Regions from separate parts of the Mus musculus genome. Here all the other regions are linked to region 1. Evidence: chromatin contacts called from public HiChIP or PLAC-seq data. All regions are on one chromosome and are shown on one strand. Each heading gives the region's core, a stretch centred on a gene start, on an enhancer-like site or on the middle of the called end of the contact. The rest is flanking DNA. Distances are from core to core; before and after follow the strand shown. Region 1 overlaps Gm46165 (a long non-coding RNA gene). Region 2 has its middle 32 kb from the start of Gm30327. Region 3 holds the start of Glul (glutamate-ammonia ligase (glutamine synthetase)).

Evidence for each region. HiChIP or PLAC-seq counts read pairs in DNA pulled down with a chosen protein or histone mark.
Region 2: an H3K27ac HiChIP or PLAC-seq map of extraembryonic endoderm stem cells shows a contact between it and region 1. The contact joins two enhancer-like sites. A contact is called at or near these places in 1 of 484 Hi-C or Micro-C datasets (uterus) and 4 of 115 datasets of contacts at active chromatin or transcription factors (embryonic stem cells, extraembryonic endoderm stem cells, microglia and 1 more).
Region 3: a contact with region 1 is called in an H3K27ac HiChIP or PLAC-seq map of microglia, with 6 times the contacts expected there. The contact joins the promoter of Glul here to the enhancer-like site in region 1. A contact is called at or near these places in 16 of 39 promoter capture datasets (the C10 cell line, the HPC-7 cell line, cranial neural crest and 11 more), 13 of 484 Hi-C or Micro-C datasets (the HPC-7 cell line, bone marrow-derived macrophages, cranial neural crest and 6 more), 35 of 115 datasets of contacts at active chromatin or transcription factors (the 230-238 cell line, the NIH/3T3 cell line, bone marrow-derived macrophages and 18 more) and 5 of 9 other capture datasets (adipose tissue, bone marrow-derived macrophages, embryonic tail and 2 more).

The regions. Positions count from the first base shown.
Region 1 is chr1:154,088,074-154,092,310 of GRCm38.p6, forward strand. All of the region lies in intron 1 of Gm46165 (a long non-coding RNA gene), which reads left to right. The region is part of intron 2 of LOC108167736 (a long non-coding RNA gene); the gene reads right to left. Among named protein-coding and RNA genes, the nearest start is that of Gm46165, 26 kb to the left of the region's middle. Within about 2 kb of position 2,083, at least 20 of the 459 cell types and tissues checked have an H3K27ac peak or open chromatin away from gene starts, as enhancers often do. A contact at or near this core is called in embryonic stem cells, extraembryonic endoderm stem cells, microglia and 1 more, where this site is marked.
Region 2 is chr1:153,957,130-153,961,396 of GRCm38.p6, forward strand. No RefSeq gene overlaps it. Among named protein-coding and RNA genes, the nearest start is that of Gm30327, 32 kb to the right of the region's middle. Within about 2 kb of position 1,277, at least 15 of the 459 cell types and tissues checked have an H3K27ac peak or open chromatin away from gene starts, as enhancers often do. A contact at or near this core is called in extraembryonic endoderm stem cells, where this site is marked.
Region 3 is chr1:153,897,910-153,902,236 of GRCm38.p6, forward strand. Glul (glutamate-ammonia ligase (glutamine synthetase)) reads left to right here and starts at 2,020. Exons shown (of 7, transcript NM_008131.4): 1 at 2,020-2,150. It overlaps Gm38440 (a long non-coding RNA gene), which reads right to left and starts at 1,867. Exons shown (of 2, transcript XR_387481.3): 1 at 1,686-1,867; 2 at 1-841. Mir8114 (microRNA 8114) reads left to right here and starts at 2,017; the gene lies at 2,017-2,127.

The sequences.
Region 1 (4,237 bases), core at 833-3,332:
AGTTCAGCTCAGTGCAGTCCAGTTTGTGGATTTCAAAGGCAGTTTTCCAAGGAGAGCAATTGAGTGAGAATCCGAGAGAACCAGTTTGAATCAGTCAGCTTGGAGAGGAGTTTGAGCAAGAACAGCTGAGTTGAACCAGCCAGCCAGAGTTTAGAAAGAACTGGAAGGATGAGGCTTTGGGGTTTTTGTTTTATTTTGCTTTTTTCTGCAGTAAGCCTCTGAGGTGACCCTATACAAACATGCATACACATGTGCATTCGTGTGCGCACACATACACACACACACTCTTCAGCTCATCATTTTCTTCTGATCCTAATACTTCTTACCTAGTGACTCTTCCAGACTCATTTTTATTTTGTTCTTAAGATTTTGGGTGTAAGGGATTTATTTTTAAAAACCTAAAGCCAGGTATGGGGGCTCATGACTATAGTCCTAGAACTCAGTGCTCAATCAGGAAGATTACCGAAAGTTTGAGACCAGCCTGGTTTATATAATGAGCACTATGCTATCCTTGACCAGGAGTGAGACCTTTTCACAAATAACAACAAAACCTTCTTCCAGACCTGTGAGTGGGGTTTAGAATAGTGCTTGCATGTTCCAGCCACCATGTTTAGAGAGCTCAGTAGCATTCTTGTGGTATTTTTCTACCATCATGTCTGGCCTGTCTGCTCCTGCTTTGCACGATCACTGAGAGATGAAGTGAGTCGTGAAGCAGCATGTGTGCCATCTCTTGCCTCGCCTGAAAAGCTTTGCAATGATCACTCCACTTCTTCATCTGTGATATTTTTAGGTCCTGAATTTGGCTGATGGATGAGCTGATCTGGTGTCCTTTTAGGCTGCATTTCCAGCTCCATGGCACTTAGCTAAGACATATCACTTTGGTACAAGGCATGGTACACAGCGGACTTTACCCAGATCCTCAGTTCCCAGCAGCTCACCCTTTTCATTCTGTAGTGGCCATAGAGATTCTAAATGGACACTTAGGTATCTATCTATCTATCTATCTATCTATCTATCTATCTATCTATCTATCCATCTATCTCTATCTATCTGACTTACATTCCAGTGAGGACACTGACTTAGTCAGAGTTTCTATTCCTGCACAAACATCATGACCAAGAAGCAAGTTGGGGAGGAAAGGGTTTATTCAGCTTACACTTCCATACTGCTGTTGGTCACCAAAGGATGCAGGACTGGAACTCAAGCAGGTCAGAAAGCAGGAGCCTATGCAGAGGCCATGGAGGGATGTTCTTTACTGGCTTGCTTCCCCTGGCTTGCTCAGCCTGCTCTCTTATAGAACCAAGACTACCAGCCCAGAGATGGTCCCACCCACAAGGGGCCTTTCCCCCTTGATCACTAATTGAGAAAATGCCTTACAGTTGGATCTCATGGAGGCATTTCATCAACTGAAGCTCCTTTCTTCATGATAACTCCAGCTGTGTCAAGTTGACACAAAACTAGCCAGTACAGACACCAAATAGCTTCTCAAGAGAAGAAATGAAATTCTCCCCACCTTCATAATGATATTCACTTTGGACAAGCAGCAGGAATGGTATTATAGAATATTATTTTGTTGGTTCACTTGTTGCATAGCTCCAAATAATTTTCTACTGAATTTATTTTGAAAAACTTCATTTAGTAAAGCCTATATTCCAGACATTAATTAGTAGATGAAAGTGACAGTTGACATTTATAACCTACTATCTATATCCTGCATGTCTGTACAAGGTAACTTCTAATTCTGCTTCTGGTCCTGTTAAGGTTCTCATTTTAGGCACCTGTCTATCTGTCTGTCTGTCTGTCTGTCTATGTATCTATCTGTCTATGTATTTATCATATATAAAAAAATAAGAGACATAAGAGACAGTTAAGGAACCTGCTTAGTCTATCTCACTGGGATGATTTTGCTCTCCCTGCCCCCTTTTAACTTTTGGCAACCACTGGAGCCAGTTTCACTTCTCAAGACTGGTGAGGGGACTGTACTGTAAGGCATGAGGATGGTGCCAAATACCCTACGGCTCATAGAACTGCCACTGCAAACAATTATCCAACTCCAAGTATCAACAGTACTGCTACTAGTCAGTTCGTGGAAATCTTCTGGCAACTCTTACTGAGTCATCCACGAACACTTGGTGTATACTGACCTAATCAGGTTAAGGCAAAAAGAAGAGAGCTTTGGAAATGGCCATTTTCATTTGCTATTTCCTGCTAGGGAAATGAAAAAATATGTTGCCTGACATGTCTGGTATGAATCAATTGAAGAGAAAGAGCCATCCCATGAAGCAGGAACTCAGGACGGCAGATGAAGGTAGAGAGACAGACCTGTGTCCTTGGGAACACAACTGACTTTCACTGAACCATATCTTTCCTGGAACCTAAGCTGTCCCTAGGCTTCAGGCTATGTAAGATAACACATCCATGTTATTTAAGGCTGCTGGAGAGGGAGTTTTTGGTTCCAGACAGCTGGGACTGCCATAGCCAACTTGTGTTGCCAATCACAGGAGATTTCTCAGAAAGTTTAACAGAGATTGGGTCACATGATAAGATTGTTTCACCCTTCCGGTTAAACCTTGACTCGGGAGATTAGGAGACTCTGTCCTTAGTTTGGTTCTCCTACTGTCTAAATGAATGTTCACAAAGTAGAGACTTAATCAGTGAGCTGGTAGTTAGAGGACAATCCCACGGGGCAGTGAGGAAGAAGGGGAGGCCAGGGGGGCTGATCTCAGTGTGATTAGAGAAGTGGAATATTATCTGAAAGGATAGGTGCTGTCTCAGGATCCCCAAGACCAAGTTCTCAGTACAAAGATGTATTTGCCTCAGAGGGACAAACGGCAGGAAATAAGAGACAAAGGCAAGAGATAGAGGAAGCGGGAGAAGAGGAAGGGAACAAAGGAGAGGGTGGGAAGAGGTATTTGTCTCAGTGGGACAAAGGACTGTCTCTGGATAGAGAGGAGACAGATTGGCACATAGAAAAATGGCAGTTTATAAAGTAAAGAGGGAAAACTGTTAGGATGAGGTGTTTAATTTTAATTCAGCATTGTAGTTAGGTGAGCCAAAGGGGGCTTTTGGTTGCTAGACTTCAATACTTTGACAGGTGGACCTTGGTAGTCAGCCAGAGGAGGAAGAAGTAGTCAAATAAGGGAATAGACTTTGGTGTATCACTTTAGGAATGTAATCTAATGGCGTTAGGCAAGGTAAATGGAATGTGGAGAAGGTTAATGCCTGCCAGAGCCATGCTTTCAAGCTAGCTAAGGCCCTTTGTTATCCACATGGAAAAAGCACAGTGAGTTAAACTAATGACCTCTGGGTAAGGGTCATCTGTTTGCTGGGTGTAGGAGATGGATTTTGTGGTGTGAAGAAAATGCTACCCCACCACCCCAAGTCTCAGGTATTTGAATACTTGGTCCTCAGTCGGTAGTCCTGCTTGGGAAGGCTTAGGAGCAGTGGACTTGCTGGGAAATATGTCCCTGGGACAGACTTTGAGAATTTAAAAGGCACGCACATGATTTGCTAGTGCACTCTCACTACTTCTTGTTTGCAGCTCAAGAGGTGAGCTCTCAGCTTCTGCTCCAACTGTCATGACTGCCTGTCACCATGCTCCCCCCACCCCCAGCCCCACACCCTGATGGTGATGGACTCTTATCCTTCTGTAAGCCCCAAATAAATCCTGGCTTCTGTAGTTGCCTTGGTCATGGTGTCTCATCAGAGCGATAGAAAAGTCACCAGTCCATGGAGTTACTTGAAGGAGCTGGTCTCAGAAATACTGTCCTCAGCTATGTTGTGTTGAGGGAATTGAAAAGAAAAAGGGGGGAGAGGTATTTAAGCCTTGCCCCAGCCTAAAGTGCTGCCTCTGAATCAAAGACAATGGTGTCCTTCATTGTTTGGTACTCATATAACACCTCATGAGTCCCAGTGGTGACTACTTCTATATTTATTCTAGAAGCAACTAGAATACACACACACACACACACACACACACACACACACATAATAATATATATATTGCTGTTAGCCAAGTACCTGCATGAGGTAGATGAGAGGTAGACTGTGATGGTTTGTATATCACAGTCCAGGGAGTGTCACTTTTAGAAGATACTGCCCTGTTAGAGTAGGTGTGGCCTTGTTGGAGTAGGTGTGTCACTGTGAGTGTGGGCTTTAAGACCCTTATCCAGATGCCTGGGAGCCAGTATTCTCCTAGCACCTTCAGATGAAGATGTAGAACTCTCAGCTCCACCTG
Region 2 (4,267 bases), core at 27-2,526, 130 kb before region 1:
GCTTCTTAGTGAGTTTGGGGCTATCCCAGGATACTAGAGACCTTGTCTCAAAACAACAATAACAAAAATAACTGATCTGTAAAGTGGTATCTGAATAAGCAGCTTTGGGGTTGTTCTAAAATCAAGTAATATAGTCAGTGGGAAAGGCTGCCAAGTGCTCAGCCAATGTTCTTAAAGGCTTCTTTGATTTTTATTTTTTGAAACAGAGTCTAGCTAAGTAGCCCATGCTAGCCCTGAACTTACAGTCTGAACATGTCGATAAGATTGATTATCAAGAGAGCATATTATGTTATGCCTCATGTGTCACCACGTCCCACTTCAGGCTTCTTTCTGTTTAAGAACTGTGTGAAGCCGGGCGTGGTGGCACATGCCTTTAATCCCAGCACTTGGGAGGCGGAAACCAGGTGGATTTCTGAGTTTGAGGCCAGCCTGGTCTACAGAGTGAGTTCCAGGATAGCCAGGGCTACACAGCCCTGTCTCAAAACAAAACAAAACAAAACAAAACAAAACAAAACAAAACAAAACAAAAACAAAAAACCCAACCCCCTCAAAACAACAAACAAACAACAAACAAACAAACAAACAAAAAGAACTGTGTGAAAGAAAAACATTTCAAGGCGACTAATTAGAAAAAGTTGTCAGTGATTTTTCATTTACAGTCTTATTTATGGCCAAGGTAAGCCTAGAAAGTATTTCTTAGATTTTGGAGGCCATCTGATATGAGAATCCCTCCCCAACCCTGGTAGTCATGGGCTGCCTATCAGGGATACTGTGTGAGAAGCATATTTTTAAGCACTTTCTGCCTTGTGCAAGTATCATAGGTCACATTTACACAAACTCAATTGGTATAGCCTACTGCACACTGAGACTATGTGGTATTCTGTGAGTCTATAGACACATGGTGTGGCCTATTGTTTCCATGGTCACAGAGGACAAACAACCTTCTCACAAGGCTCTCTACCCTTGGATAAATAGCTACAGGCAATTAATGGTTGCTGAGAGGAGAATCGGGCTTCAGGGATGAGCTTGTGGTTATCTAATCCTAAGAGGCCAGCTGTGCATATGAGCAGCACTAAATGAACTCAGGAGGTTGGGTTTATAAACACAGGCACACACACACACACACACACACACACACACACACACACACACCCCTACCAAAACAATGAAAGAATAAGAGGCCATGAGTTTGAGAAGGGGCGGCTCAGACGGAGTTGGGCGAAGCGGGGGTGATGTGAGTACGGTACTTGTATATGAAATTCTCAGACAACAAGCACCTCAGTGTAATCAAGCCCGTGACGAAATGATGCAACTAAGAGACAAAGGGCCAGGTGTGTGCGGCCCACAGCTGTAGTCACAGCTGTAAATCACAGCTGTCATGAGGCTAAGGAAGGAAGGTTGAGAGTTTGAGGCCAGCTTGGGCTCTACAGAGAGACTCTCTTTCTCAAAACAAAGAATCAAAAGCCAAGAACAAGGCTTATGAGGATGATACTGACTTGGCATATTGTTTACAGAAAATATCTGTCTGTCTGTCTATCTATCTATCCATCTATCTATCTATCTATCTATCTATCTATCTATCTATCTATCATCTATTTAATGTATGTATATATATATGTATGTATGTATCTGTCTGTCTGTTTGTCTGTCTGTTTATATATGTAGGCATCTATATATCTATGTAACTATGTATCTATGTATCTATCTATCTAATGTATTTATATATCTATGTATCTGTATTTAATGTATCTATGCATCTATGTATTTAATGTATCTATGCATCTATGTATGTATGTATCTAATATATCTATATATCTGTCTATGTATCTATATATCTCTATTTCTCTATTTAATGTCTGTCTATCTATCTATCTATCTATCTATCTATCTATCTATCTATCTATCATCTACCCTGTTATTCTTCTCTCATATATTATATCCCAACTGTAGTTCTTGTGGTGTCCTTGACCCCTCTGGCTCCTGTAATCCTTCCTCCCCCCCTTCCTCAGGATTCTCTGAGCTCCTTCTAATGTTTGGCTGTGGGTCTCTGCATCTGCTCCCACCACTTGCTGGATGAAGCCTCTCTGATGATGATTGTTCTAGGATCTGATTACAGAAAACTGTTTTACATATAAAAGTAATATATTATAAGTAATAATTTTATATAGCTGTTCTACAGTACATTTGTTTGTTGTAGCATCATTAGAAACTTGGGACAATGTCTTCCCCTATGGTGTCACTGGGTGATGGGATTTTCCCTCTTTATTTTTTTCTTTGGGGATTTTATTTATTTATTTATTTATTTATTTATTTATTTATTTATTTATTTGAAACAAGGTCTCATACATTTCAGGCTGGCTTAAACAGGAAATGAAGCCAAGGAAGATTTTGAATGCCTGATCCTTTTACCTCTTCGTCCCATATGGGGATTGAGGCCAGAGCTTCATGCATGCTGGGAATGTACTAACTGAACTCCCCCCAGCCCTCATTTCTTTCTGTAACTGGAAATGATCCTGGCTGAGCTCATTTTCCTGCCTGTCAGTGTCAAGTGCTGGGATTACAGGTGCATGCCACTACACCTGGCTTCTCTTTATAACCTTGTGGGATCAGGAAGCATTGTGACAGATTGTAGATTGCTGGTATAGCATCTGCCATCATCCTGACACACCTTCAGAGAGACACCCACACACACACACACACACACACACACACACACACACACACACACAGAGAGAGAGAGAGAGAGAGAGAGAGAGAGAGAGAGAGAGAGAGAGAGAAGAGTTCCCAACCACCTATACACTTAACTCAATGTCTGAAGTTCACATTTTGTTAATTTTCTGGTACTTTAATCACAGACCTGATTTAACTCCGTGTTAACATCTGTTACACTGAAAATTCTGCCTGCTGCTCCATTTTCCTGCTTCATATATTATTGTATTTTGGAACCAAGTTTTCTGAGTGTTACATATTTTTTAAGGGTTTACTTATTTATTATATGTAAGTACATTGTAGCTGTCTTCAGACACCCCAGAAGAAGGCATCAGATCTCATTACGGATGGTTGTGAGCCACCATGTGGTTGCTGGGATTTGAACTCAGGACCTCTGGAAGAGCAGTCAGGGCTCTTCCCTACTGAGCCATCTCTCCAGCCCTGAGTGCTACATTTAAGATTTTTTTTTCTGTTTTCTTTCCCTGGGGATCTCTTGTTCTTGTTCACCCGACTGAAAATCATTACATCATCTTTAGAGGCCAATTCCTGATGTTTCAGCCTGGGAGAGACAAGATCCTGGGCCTCAGTGGTGCTCTCCTTTAGACTGCCCCTCTGGGGAAGGCAGCGCCAAGCTTCTGCTGAGGGGCTGTGTAGAGATAACAGTGACTGAGGGGAAGCAGAGTATCCTTTGGGATATGAAGCGTTTGCGTGAAGGACTCATTTACATATTTGTAAATTATGGAGCACAATACTAAGTCTAAATGTGGTTTAATGATTTTCTAAATATGTACAAGTACATATAAATTTATATGTAGTATACTTGTTTACCATAATTGTATATAGGATAGAACATGCATTACATAAATGGCAGAATGGCAGGAAGGAGTGGTTCTCAACTGAGTTTTACAAAGGCATCCAGGAACTAGAAAGAGATAAAATTGTTCATTTATTTGTTTCCACCCAAGACAGATTTGATTACTAATTGACTGTAAGTTATTTTAGCAGGCTTAGGAAATAGAATAGAAATGAAATACATATGGTCCTCACTGCACTCACATTCTAGTGAGAGAAACAAATAAACAAACAAGCAAGCATCAGGCTAACCCTCTGTGGCCCACTGAAAGGAAGAACAGGTTGAGAACTACTGGTTATTGGGATCTGGAAAGATAGTTCAGTGGTTAAGAGTATTGACTGCTCTTCCAGAGGACCTGTGTTGGATTCCCAGTACCAACATGGAGGTTCACAACAATCTGATCTCCAGTTTTAGGGGATACGATACCTTCTTCTGGCATCCACAGGCACCAGGCATGCATGTGGTGCACAGATATACAGGAAGATACAACATCCATATACAAAAAAAGAAAAATAAATAAATCTTAAAAAAAATAACAACAGCAAAACCAACCAATTGTGTGCGCGCACGAGCACACACACACACACACACACCCTACTGATTGTTGGTGTTGTAACACATCTGTAATCCCAGCTGGAGGGGTACACAGTGAGTTTTAGGCCAGCTTGAGCTACATAGTGAGAACTTCCCTTTGATTACATTTTA
Region 3 (4,327 bases), core at 770-3,269, 190 kb before region 1:
GCCGTTGGTGGGTCCTCTCTTCAAAAGAATGAGGGTCCCGGAGTTCATCTCCAGCAACCATGTAAGAAGTCATCTGCAATGCAGGTAACTTCTTCAAGCTGTGCAGAGGCAGATCCAGAAAGATCCCTGGGAGTCACCGGGCAACCAAGTTAGTTAAGTTGCAGTTACAAGTTCAATGTCAGACCCTGTCTCAAAAAAAAAAAAAAAAAGTAGAGGGTGATAGAAGACACCTAAAGTCATCCTCTGACCTCTACACATATGGATGCAGTGTATAACACACACGTGCATGTGTGCATACATGCATGCACACACAGAGTAATCATGGAAAGAAACGACTCAGTCTCTTCAGATTATATTGACCTATGAGATGACATCGTCTTCCTAACACTCCTCATGTTCCAGGTCCCACTGTCATCCCCGCTACAAATGCTAAGACAGAGCTTGTGTGGCTACTAATTTGGCTACTACTCAGAATGAACTTGGGTTTGCCCGACGTGAAGCCCCGCTGTTGAACAACCTCATGGTAAAACGCTTCACACAGTACTGACTAGGACACAGAATTTGCAAGGTGCCTTTCTGGTCCAAAGCCTATTCAAATCCCCACCTGTGGGGCATGCTGCTTCTGTGAGCCACTGTGTCAGACACACTCAGGGGAAATTGACAGAGGTTGACCTAACAGGCCGAGCTATGTGTGTGGGGTCACAGGCAACCTTTCTTTTTCATATTTGTGGTGCATACACAGAAGCAGAAGCACAAACTTCATCCCTTCCTCTTCCAAAGGCACTGAGAGCGTGGGTTTCTGGCATCTAGAGAGAAAACTTCATCTCGAATGCCAGAAGTCCTGAAAGATAAAGCCCAGCCATGAGGTGGATTTCATGTACTAGAAAGAGACTGCTCAGAGCATAGCATTAATAACAATATATGGGCCACGTCTATTTTTTTACAGGTAAATTCTGTGCACATTTTCAGCTTGTCTCACTACAGTATTCACACACTATCTCAGCCATCACTGCAGGGTTAAGAAAGGAAAGAGAAAACTCTCATTCCCTCTCCCCCAACACACACACACAGTTAAAAACAACTTGGGAAGCAAAGCCAGGGGTTCCCCCCACCCCTCTTGCTTTTTTGTTTGTTTTCTCTGTGAAACCCTGGTTGTCCTGGAATTCCCTCTGTAGAGAAGACTGGCCTCGAACTCAGGAGACCCACCCGCCTCTGCCTCCTGAGTGCTAGGATTAAAGGCGTGTGCCACCCCCGCTTTCCCTCCTGAGTGCTAGGATTAAAGGCATGTTGCCACCCTGCTTTCCCGGTCAACTGCTCTGAAAGTCCTTCCATCTGCTTTATTTTGCAGATCCAAGGAAAGGCTGAGAGACGGGAACACACACACACAAGGCAACATCAAATAGACTATGGACGTCCAGAATCCTCTTTATAGAAACATCACACTTGTGTTTAAACCGTGAAATCACAGTCTGACCACTTCCCCCAAATCCACTCAGGAAACCAGGAAGATAGGGTCCTCCAGGTTCTGGGAATCGTGTTTCTCTCTCTCTCTCCCCGCGCCTGATCAGGGCTCCCTGCCTCTCCCCAGCCCAACCCGTCCCCAGGCTCGCTCAACAAACAAAGGGTAAAATTCTCTTCTGGGGTTCTGGATTTTCAGTGACAGATCTCCTCGAAAACCTCTGTACCGTTAAGGAAGCAAAGAGCCGAGGCCAAATGACTCTGAGGAAGCCTCAGCCTGGGTCCGAGGGTCCAGAGGTCGCTTAAGAACGCAAGCTGCAAATGCATCCTGCACCTTCGGCCCTGGCCCTCCTCCAGCCGCCGCTGCCTCCCCTCCCCCACTCCCCTTTCTCTTTCTTTCTTCTGGGTCTCGCTCGCCCCACCCTGAGGCTCCCGCACAGTTCCTCGGCCAATGGCCTCAGGGCCCCGGCGCGCAGCAGCTGATGGGCGCGGGTTTCCTGGCCTAGGTCAGCCAATCAAGGCGACTGGGGGCGGGCACAAGCTGTCAATAAAAAGTACCGAGCAGCCAGCGACCCTGCAGAGCGGAGAATGGGAGTAGAGCAGAGTGTCTGAACAGCACGCTCACCCATCTCCTCTCCGCCTCGCTCTCCTGACCTGTTCACCCATCCATCATCCGGCCGGCCACCGCTCTGGTAAGCGCACGGAGGGTCCAGGAATGTACGGCCGCCCGGGCTGTGGGGTCGCACTCTACTTCCCAGCTCCAGTCAGCTGCTGTACGGAGCGGGATGCAGCGCTCGTGCCTCCCGCGTGTTTGCAGCGTGCGGCCCGGGCCGGCTCTGCTTGGTGTTCCTAGGACGCGCTGTGAGCCAAGCTCCGGGAAGGGCGGGGTTGCGGGTTGTTTTGATCTGTTCTATACTTGCGGCCGGAGGCGCCGCCCCGGGAGGCAGGCGCCGTTGGCTGGGGTTCACGCTGAGATGGGGGCTTTCCGGTGGTCCCAGCGGGAGAGGGTTCTTGCCTTAGGTGGGCGCAGGCGCCTTGATCCTCTCTTCCTGGCGGCGCATTTGGGGGGCGTCGTCACGCTGTGGGTGGTCTGGTTGAGGATGGTGGTCCTAAGCGTTGATGGCACCACTCCCCAGCTCCCAACGCCGTGTCCTAGGCCTTTACCATATGACCGAACAATGGAGAGCCGGAGCCCCGGAGTGGCCGGCGGGCTCCGCAGTGGAGAGGCCGCGCCAAGCGGAGGCAGCAGCGGCGCGCTGTGCCTCCCGCGGTCGCCCCACTCTCGCCACCCGGCCTCTACCCTCGCCGGGGTATGGCCCCCTGGGAGAGGCCTTGAGATCTACGCGGGCCCGAGGGTCGCGGCACCGACTTTCCGGACATTTTAGTGGGAAGGCTGCTTTCAAAGTGGATTGCCCCAACTCCTCCGGGGGCGGGAAGCGGGGATCCTCCCCCAGCCGCAAATACTCAAAGAAACCAACCATTGAAGACGTAGAAGATGGAGATTCTCGGTCCTCAGAGTCCCCTTCTAATACTTTAGGCTTCGTTGCCTACTCTGTGAACTCCGGGGAGAAGTCGAGGGTTAAGATTAAATCGCACCCGTCTTATTCCAGCACCTCCCCCTCCGAACGGTCTGGGTCCCCCACTCCATCGCCCTCGCCCAAAAAGCTCCGTTGCTTAGACCAGCGAGAAATCGAGAACGAGGAGAGGCATGAACACTGCTCTAAAAAGAGGAGGTCTAGAGAGTACAACCCCAGTGCATTTGATTCTCATTGGCTGGGGTGAGTAAAAGTCAGGGCGAAGGACCCCGGGTGCATCTGGCAACCCGCAGAAACTACTCAGAATTTTAAGAACCCATTCCACTTTGCACTACAGGGACACCAGTTGGTGCTATCTATGTACACTAGGCTGCTGGCACCCAGCTGGTCTCAGGGAACCAGGGCCAGAGGAGGAACTCAGGTTCCCCTAACAGTTCATTAATGCTGGATGTGTGTGTGTGGGGGGCGGGGGGCACGGCAGAGGAGGAAAGCTGATGAGTGGTGTAAATTGAAGCCATCTAGAATTACAATCCGGGCCTCTAAGTGGTGTAGGCAGAGGCTTTGGTTCTGCATCGGACTTGACAGCAGAGGCTCATCTGTTCCCCGGGGGAAGGGTGAGGCTTTTGGAGGGAGAGGCAGTTGTTTTCACTTGGGCAAACATGGACGGTTGCCCATAGAAACTTTGCCACTGTACTTCAGAAAGTTGCCCAAGTCATTGGAGGAGAACAATATGTTCCCTCTCCAGCTATCCGGGGAGATTAGGGAGGGAGGGGGGCATTTCCTCTTGTGTTTTGAGGCTGGTTTTTTGTAGCCTCACATTCATCGAAGATCTTGCCCCGACTCCTGTGGCTTGTAAACTTAGAAGTGGGATTTTTCTACGTACCAGAAAATATTATCCGGTGGGATCGTCAAATACTGTTAATTTTCACATTGAAATCTGTCTCTGGAGTAAGGCTTTTCACCACAGTAATGAAGTCAGCAGTTGAGGCCTGGTGTGGAGGGGGCATACCTTTAATCCCAGCTCTCAGGAGGCAGAGACTGGTAGATCCTCTGATTTTGAGGAAAGCTTGGTGTAAATAATGAGTAAGTAATTACTAGGACAGAGAGAGGGCTTGTTGAGATTTCTCTGTCTCAAAAAAAAAAAAAAAAAACCAAAAAACCAGTCAGCAGTGTGCTCCTTGGAGTATGGCTTTACTTTTTACCACCTTAGTGGTGGCAGATAATACAGGTCCTTTCTTTCTCCCAGGAATATGTTAGCCTTTAAAGTCTTACAGCTAGCCCTAGTATTTCATTGTGTAATCTAAAGATGGTGGTGGCATACACCTTTAATTCTA